Regions from separate parts of the Mus musculus genome. Here region 1 is linked to region 2. The links are chromatin contacts, called in public targeted proximity ligation maps. All regions are on one chromosome and are shown on one strand. The core of a region is the stretch at or near the end of the contact, and the rest is flanking DNA. Distances in the headings are between cores, read along the strand shown. Region 1 has its middle 28 kb from the start of 2700046G09Rik. Region 2 overlaps Sgms1 (sphingomyelin synthase 1).

Region 1 (2,953 bases), core at 252-2,751, 280 kb before region 2:
AGGAGTCAGTCACCCTACAAACCACTTGAACACCGATCTCAGTCAAACAGGGATGGATTACTGAATGCACCCCAAGACTGATCGACCAGGGCAACAGCTCAGGCTCCAGAGTTGAAAGCTGCATGCTGGACATTTTTCCAGGTTAGCTTAGAAAGACTAACACTACAAAAACCACAATGAGTTCATATGTAGGCGCTAGAAGGGCTGCCTGTTGGTCAGCCCTGACTTAAGCCATTTCAGACATAACAGTTCATATTGACCTTTAATTTGATGGGTCCTGAGTAAAGTTTATGGCTGTGCAATTTCTTAAGATTAGCAGACCTCGTAGTGTATAGAACGTAACAGGGTGTATGGTCAGCATGACCCTGCTCTGAGTCAAGTTATTTTTCTGTGCCAATGACTGACAGGCATATTACAGCAACAGTATGAAATAGCTGGCAGCATGGAGCAACATGGCTGCAGCTATGCTGGGTGTGTGTGTGTGTGTCAGATCCAATATGATTTTACTCCTTTTCCTTTCATTGAAAACAGGTTTCTGCCCCCCTCACATTATATGTGCTGATTTTGGTTTCCCTTCCTTCTACTCCTCCCAGTTCCTGCCCACCTCCCCTCCCATCCAGGTCAGCTCCCTTTCTGTCTCTCATTAGAAAACAAATAGGCTTCTAAAGGATAATAAGGGCTGGAGAGATGGCTCAGCGGTTAAGAGCACTGACTGCTCTTCCGAAGGTCCTGAGTTCAAATCCCAGCAACCACATGGTGGCTTACAACCATCTGTAATGAGATCTGACTCCTTCTTCTGGAGTGTCTGAAGACAGCTACAGTGTACTTACATATAACAATAAATAAATCTTTTTTTTTAAAAGGATAATAATATAATTAGATAAAACAGAAGCTAACACAGTGGAATCAGACAAGATAAACAAATAGAAGAAAAAGTGCCCAACAGAAGGCATAAGAAACAGACATAGATGCAGAGATCCACTTATTGGCACACTCTGAAATCCCGTAAAAACATTAAGTGGAAGCCATAAAAAATACACAAAGGGAAAAGGGGAAAAAAAAGAGGAAAGAAAATATGCATAAATAAATATAAATAAAATAAAAATAATAAGATTAGTCTTTTTTTAGAAAAGGAAAAGCCTGACAAGATGTTTACATTGTAAGACAAGGAGCCTCCAAAGACACCCTTGAGTTCATTTTTCTGTTGGCCATCTACTGCTGGGCGTGGAGCCACCTGAGGTGGAAGATTCTGGTTGTATCATGTGATGCAACCTCACAAGGGATCTTGCTGAGGAAAACCCATGGGAGGGCACGTGATTTTGGAGAGTATAAATAGGACTCAACGGACAATGATGGGGCACTTGCATAGGTAGCCTTGCAATGCTTCATTGATCTTGTGTCTCTGTCTTCACTGATCTTCACTGTGTTGAGAGAGGCACAGTAGAGAACGTCTCCTGGCGTCTCGTCAGGTCCTGGTTGCTATCTGTGACTCATGCCAATTGCATGGAGGTCTGGCTGTTTCTGCTAGATTATACACCACTGCTGATTCATGTTTGGTATCCTGACACTACTGGACTGGACTGCTGGTATTGGAATCCCTCCAAAGAATTGCATCTAAGCAGGTCCACATGGCCTTGTTCCATTTATTATCTTTTCTCTCCTACCTTTGGATGGTGTGTGTGTGTGTGTGAAGCATTTGAGAACGCTTACTAAAAGTAGGTTTTTTAAAAATCTAAGCCTATACCTACCCTTAAGAGTAGTTTGTTGGGCTGGAGAGATGGCTCAGTGGTTAAGAGCACCAACTGCTCTTCCGAAGGTCCTGAGTTCAAATCCCAGCAACCACATGGTGGCTCACAACCACCCATAATGAGATCTGACGCCCTCTCCTGGTGCATCTGAAGACAGCTACAGTGTACTCACATATAATAAAATAAAATAAATAAATCTTTAAAAAAAATTAGTTTGTTTCCCCAGTGAGACTCCCTTGGAGGAAATTAAATTTTCATTTGCAAGTGGTCCACAGTTGGAGATAGCTTTTGGCTTAGGGATGGGGGATGTTCACTTCCCCTCTGAGCAATAGGGCCTCATCTGGTACAGACCCGTGCAAGCCCTGTGCGTGCTGCCTAAGTTCATGTGTGCATCTACCATAACAAACCTTCATACTTTGGTGTCCTTCCTACCCTCTGGTTCTTACACCCTTGCCTGCCTCTTCTGTAAGGTTCTCTGCGCCATAAGGGAAGGGAGCTTTGATGGAAGCAGTCCGATTTAGGGCTGAGAGTTCCAAGATCTCTCACTCTCTGCATGTTGTCTGGCTGTGGGTCTCTGTGTTTGTTCCCATCTGCTGCAGCGGAAGCATCTCCGATGATGGCTGAGCAAGGCACTGATCTGTTTCCCTCGTGAGGTGCCCTCCTCAACTCCCCTGTGTTTCATCTTTTCCATTTGTCTCCCCACCACAACTACCCCAGACCTCTTTTTCCCTTCTTGTAGTTCTCATTCTGGCTTTAGGACTTAATGCTCATCTTAATAAGCATGTAAGGTACAGTTTACATGAAGAGAGAACGTGCTGTATCGATTTCCCCAAGATACGAATCCTTCGTGTCACGTAATTCCAGATTCATCCATTTCCGGCAAATGTTTCCAACTTCATTTTTCTTTATTGCTGAATTAAACTCCACTGCATACATGCACCAGGTTTTCATGAACTCACTAAGGTGTCTTGGACACCCAGGCTAATTCTTTTCCCTCACTGTTGCAATTAGCACAATAGTGATGTGCAAGGATCTGTTTGGAAAGACATAAGAACAGAAACATCAGATGAGCCAGCTCTACCATGCCAAAGGGTTGTAGGGTTTTTCTGTTTTAGGCTCTTGAAGAGCCTCTAGGCTGAACTGCATGATGGCTGGACTGCTCTGCCCTCCTCCCAGCAGTGAATAATGGATCCTCTCCCCTTCTT
Region 2 (2,735 bases), core at 91-2,590:
ATGATAACTTTTGGGCAAGTTGAGCTGGTGCTGACTACTAAGCCTTAACCTAAGCCACACGCTGATTCTATTGTGGTTTCTGTGCTGACCTTAGATATCAAAACGGAGATGACACCTCAGCCAGGGCATTTGGCAGAAGAATTTCATTTGAATTTTATTCCGACCGCCAACCAACGGGTCCCCGTCAGACAGGGACCTTGTTCGTGTTTGGTACCATCTGATGCTTCTTGTTGAGTGGGGCAGCTTTGGGAAGACCTTCACAGTTTGTGTGTCTGCTGCTCTCCCCTTGTCTCAGAGTGAGATTTCAGGCATCAAAGCCCCCTGGTCTTGCTGCTGATTTCCCTTAGATGTTGGCCTCATGGACCCCCTGCCTTGGACAAGTCCATCCTTGCAAGGCAGCAGACTCTGCTTCTTGGCAATGGCAATTGTAGTTATACCTGTTCAGAGGTGGCAGTTGGCATATCTCACAAGCCTCCCACACTGACACACTTTGGTCGTCTGATGAGCCTTTAGCGACCTTGTGAGGAAAGAGCTGGTTCCAATACAAAAGTAATTTGGTATCACAGAGTTCAATCATGCGGAGCTTTGGTAGTCTGATTAGCCCTTGGCAGCCTTCTGTGGACTTCAGAAAGAGCTGATTCCATTGCATAGGTAATTTGGTGTCACCGAGTTAAGTCACATGAGGCATGGGGACGTGCTCGCTTTTGCGCAATCTTCTCTCTACTCCTATTTCTTGTCAGTATAATTTTCCTTTTTTGTTTTCACTTTTTTTCTGTTTCTCTTTTCTCTCTGTTGCTATTCTCTCTTTTCACTTTTAGGAGCAACAGTGACAGCAATGTAGTAAAAATTTGTCTTTTAAAAATTACTTTTATTGTAAATAAATTTTATGGCAGACATACTGAAAGTATGTACTAAAGAGAAATTTTTAAAATTCATATTTCAATACAATAGTCCTTTATGGCTGTTTTTCTCACAAGTCCAACTCTACTATCTGTACATTTATCACTTTGGTTAAAAGTTGTATTTGACAAGTGCACTTTGCATCATTTTATAGCTCCTTGGCAGCTCCAGTTTCCTTACTGAGGAAGTGTCGTCACTTGCTCAGATTGCAAGAAAATGCAGAATTGTTGATATGATTTCAGTTGATTAGAAGAGATTATTTTTCCAAGCAAACATCTCTGGAGAACCTGTCATGGGTAGATATAGTGTGGAATATTAAGGTCACAAATGTACATAGTAAGTGTCCTGTCCATCCCCCCCTCACTCCCTGGGCCTCCAGAGCTAAGGGTCCTGTGTGATCTAACAGGTCACTCCCTGGCTTAGTCATTCCTTCCTGTATGGATATGGGGGTTCTGGTTGCCATGGAAGCACAGAAAAGCAGCCACTGTGCTGGGCGTGCATGCAGCTAGAGGTGTGTCTGAGCCAAGGCTCAGAGGAACAAGTCAGAGTCTGCCAAGTGGAAGCAGCGAGAACATTGGTATAAGGGGACCATGCAAGGGAATTTAGAATAACTTGAGGTTGAGGGAACACAGGGGTCTGGTCGTCTGGTCCCAGTGGCCTGAGATGTAGCAGGCAGGCTGTGGGCAGATTTAAAGGGCCTTGAACCCTTCTAATGAGTTTGGATTTCCAAACCATAGAAAGTCAGGAAAGGTTTTAGTAGGAGGTTTTGATGGACTGACAGTTGTTTTTTAAAAATACATTTACCCAGTAATGCAGTGGGATGTTTGGGTGAGAGGGATATAGGCTTTGGTTGGTGCTAAGTTGTGTTATCCTTTTTTGATGTCCACCCGTGGTCCACAATGTCTTGTCCTCATTTAGTTCTCAAAACAGTGACTGGAGGAACTGCATTAAGTTCAGAGGCAGGTGGCTCTGCCCAGTGTTTCAGAGTAGCTAGGGAGCAGAGACAGGATATCTATCTGGCCACACATCTGTAGTAGGTAATGCTTGTTCATGGTCGTGTGAACTAGAGGTGAGGGATGTCCAAGCCAGGCCCTGTGTTAAGGGAGACACTGGAAAGGCAAGAAAAGTCTTACAGATATTAGGAGTCATACACCATGGAGACTATAGGCATTAACCAGGGAGCTCCAGACAGCCGCAGAGGAGACTTTACCCACTGGCTCAGGGTGCAAGAAGGTGGGCAGTGACATTTTCACCATGGGGAATGTCTCAAGCTACCTGGACACGAGAGGCCACCCATGAGCACTCTAAAACACCAGGCTGTCATGCTTGGGAGCTCTCCCTCTGGCTGTGTCATTTTGCGAAGCTTTGTTTCTTGCTTTGGCAGTGCTGAGGTTCGAGCCCCGGGCCTGTCACCTGCTCCTCTTCTCCCTGAGCTGTCCTCTCAGTCCTCAGTGGTTATGCTTAAGACAGTTTGAGCATGACGATATCAGACTGTAAAAAATCAAAAGGGGCTTTATATAATGTCAGAGGCGACTTAGGAAAATTAATAAATGTAAAAGAAATAGATGACTATTTGGTAGCCTTTGAGGAAATAATTCAAAAATCATAATCTATAATGGGTATGTACTGAAGCTATTAGGTGAAGGTTAAGGCCAATAACACTTATACAGCTTTTTAAATTCACATTTCTTATTAACTATAAAGGGGCAAAGATAACATATTTAGTAGAGAAGTCTGGCAAGCATTGCAATGGCCGGGGTGGTCACACCAGTAGCTGGACAAATGGCACCAGGGCTTCTTCGCAGGTGCATGGGGTGGAGACCACAGCCGTTGTG

The links.
Region 1: a targeted proximity ligation map of pancreatic cancer cells shows a contact between it and region 2. A contact is called at or near these places in 1 of 484 Hi-C or Micro-C datasets (bone marrow-derived macrophages), 2 of 130 datasets of targeted methods (large pre-B cells and pancreatic cancer cells) and 1 of 9 other capture datasets (embryonic stem cells).

Annotation. Positions count from the first base shown.
Region 1 is chr19:32,415,454-32,418,406 of GRCm38.p6, reverse strand. No RefSeq gene overlaps it. Among named protein-coding and RNA genes, the nearest start is that of 2700046G09Rik, 28 kb to the right of the region's middle.
Region 2 is chr19:32,135,741-32,138,475 of GRCm38.p6, reverse strand. All of the region lies in intron 7 of Sgms1 (sphingomyelin synthase 1), which reads left to right. Among named protein-coding and RNA genes, the nearest start is that of Asah2, 34 kb to the right of the region's middle.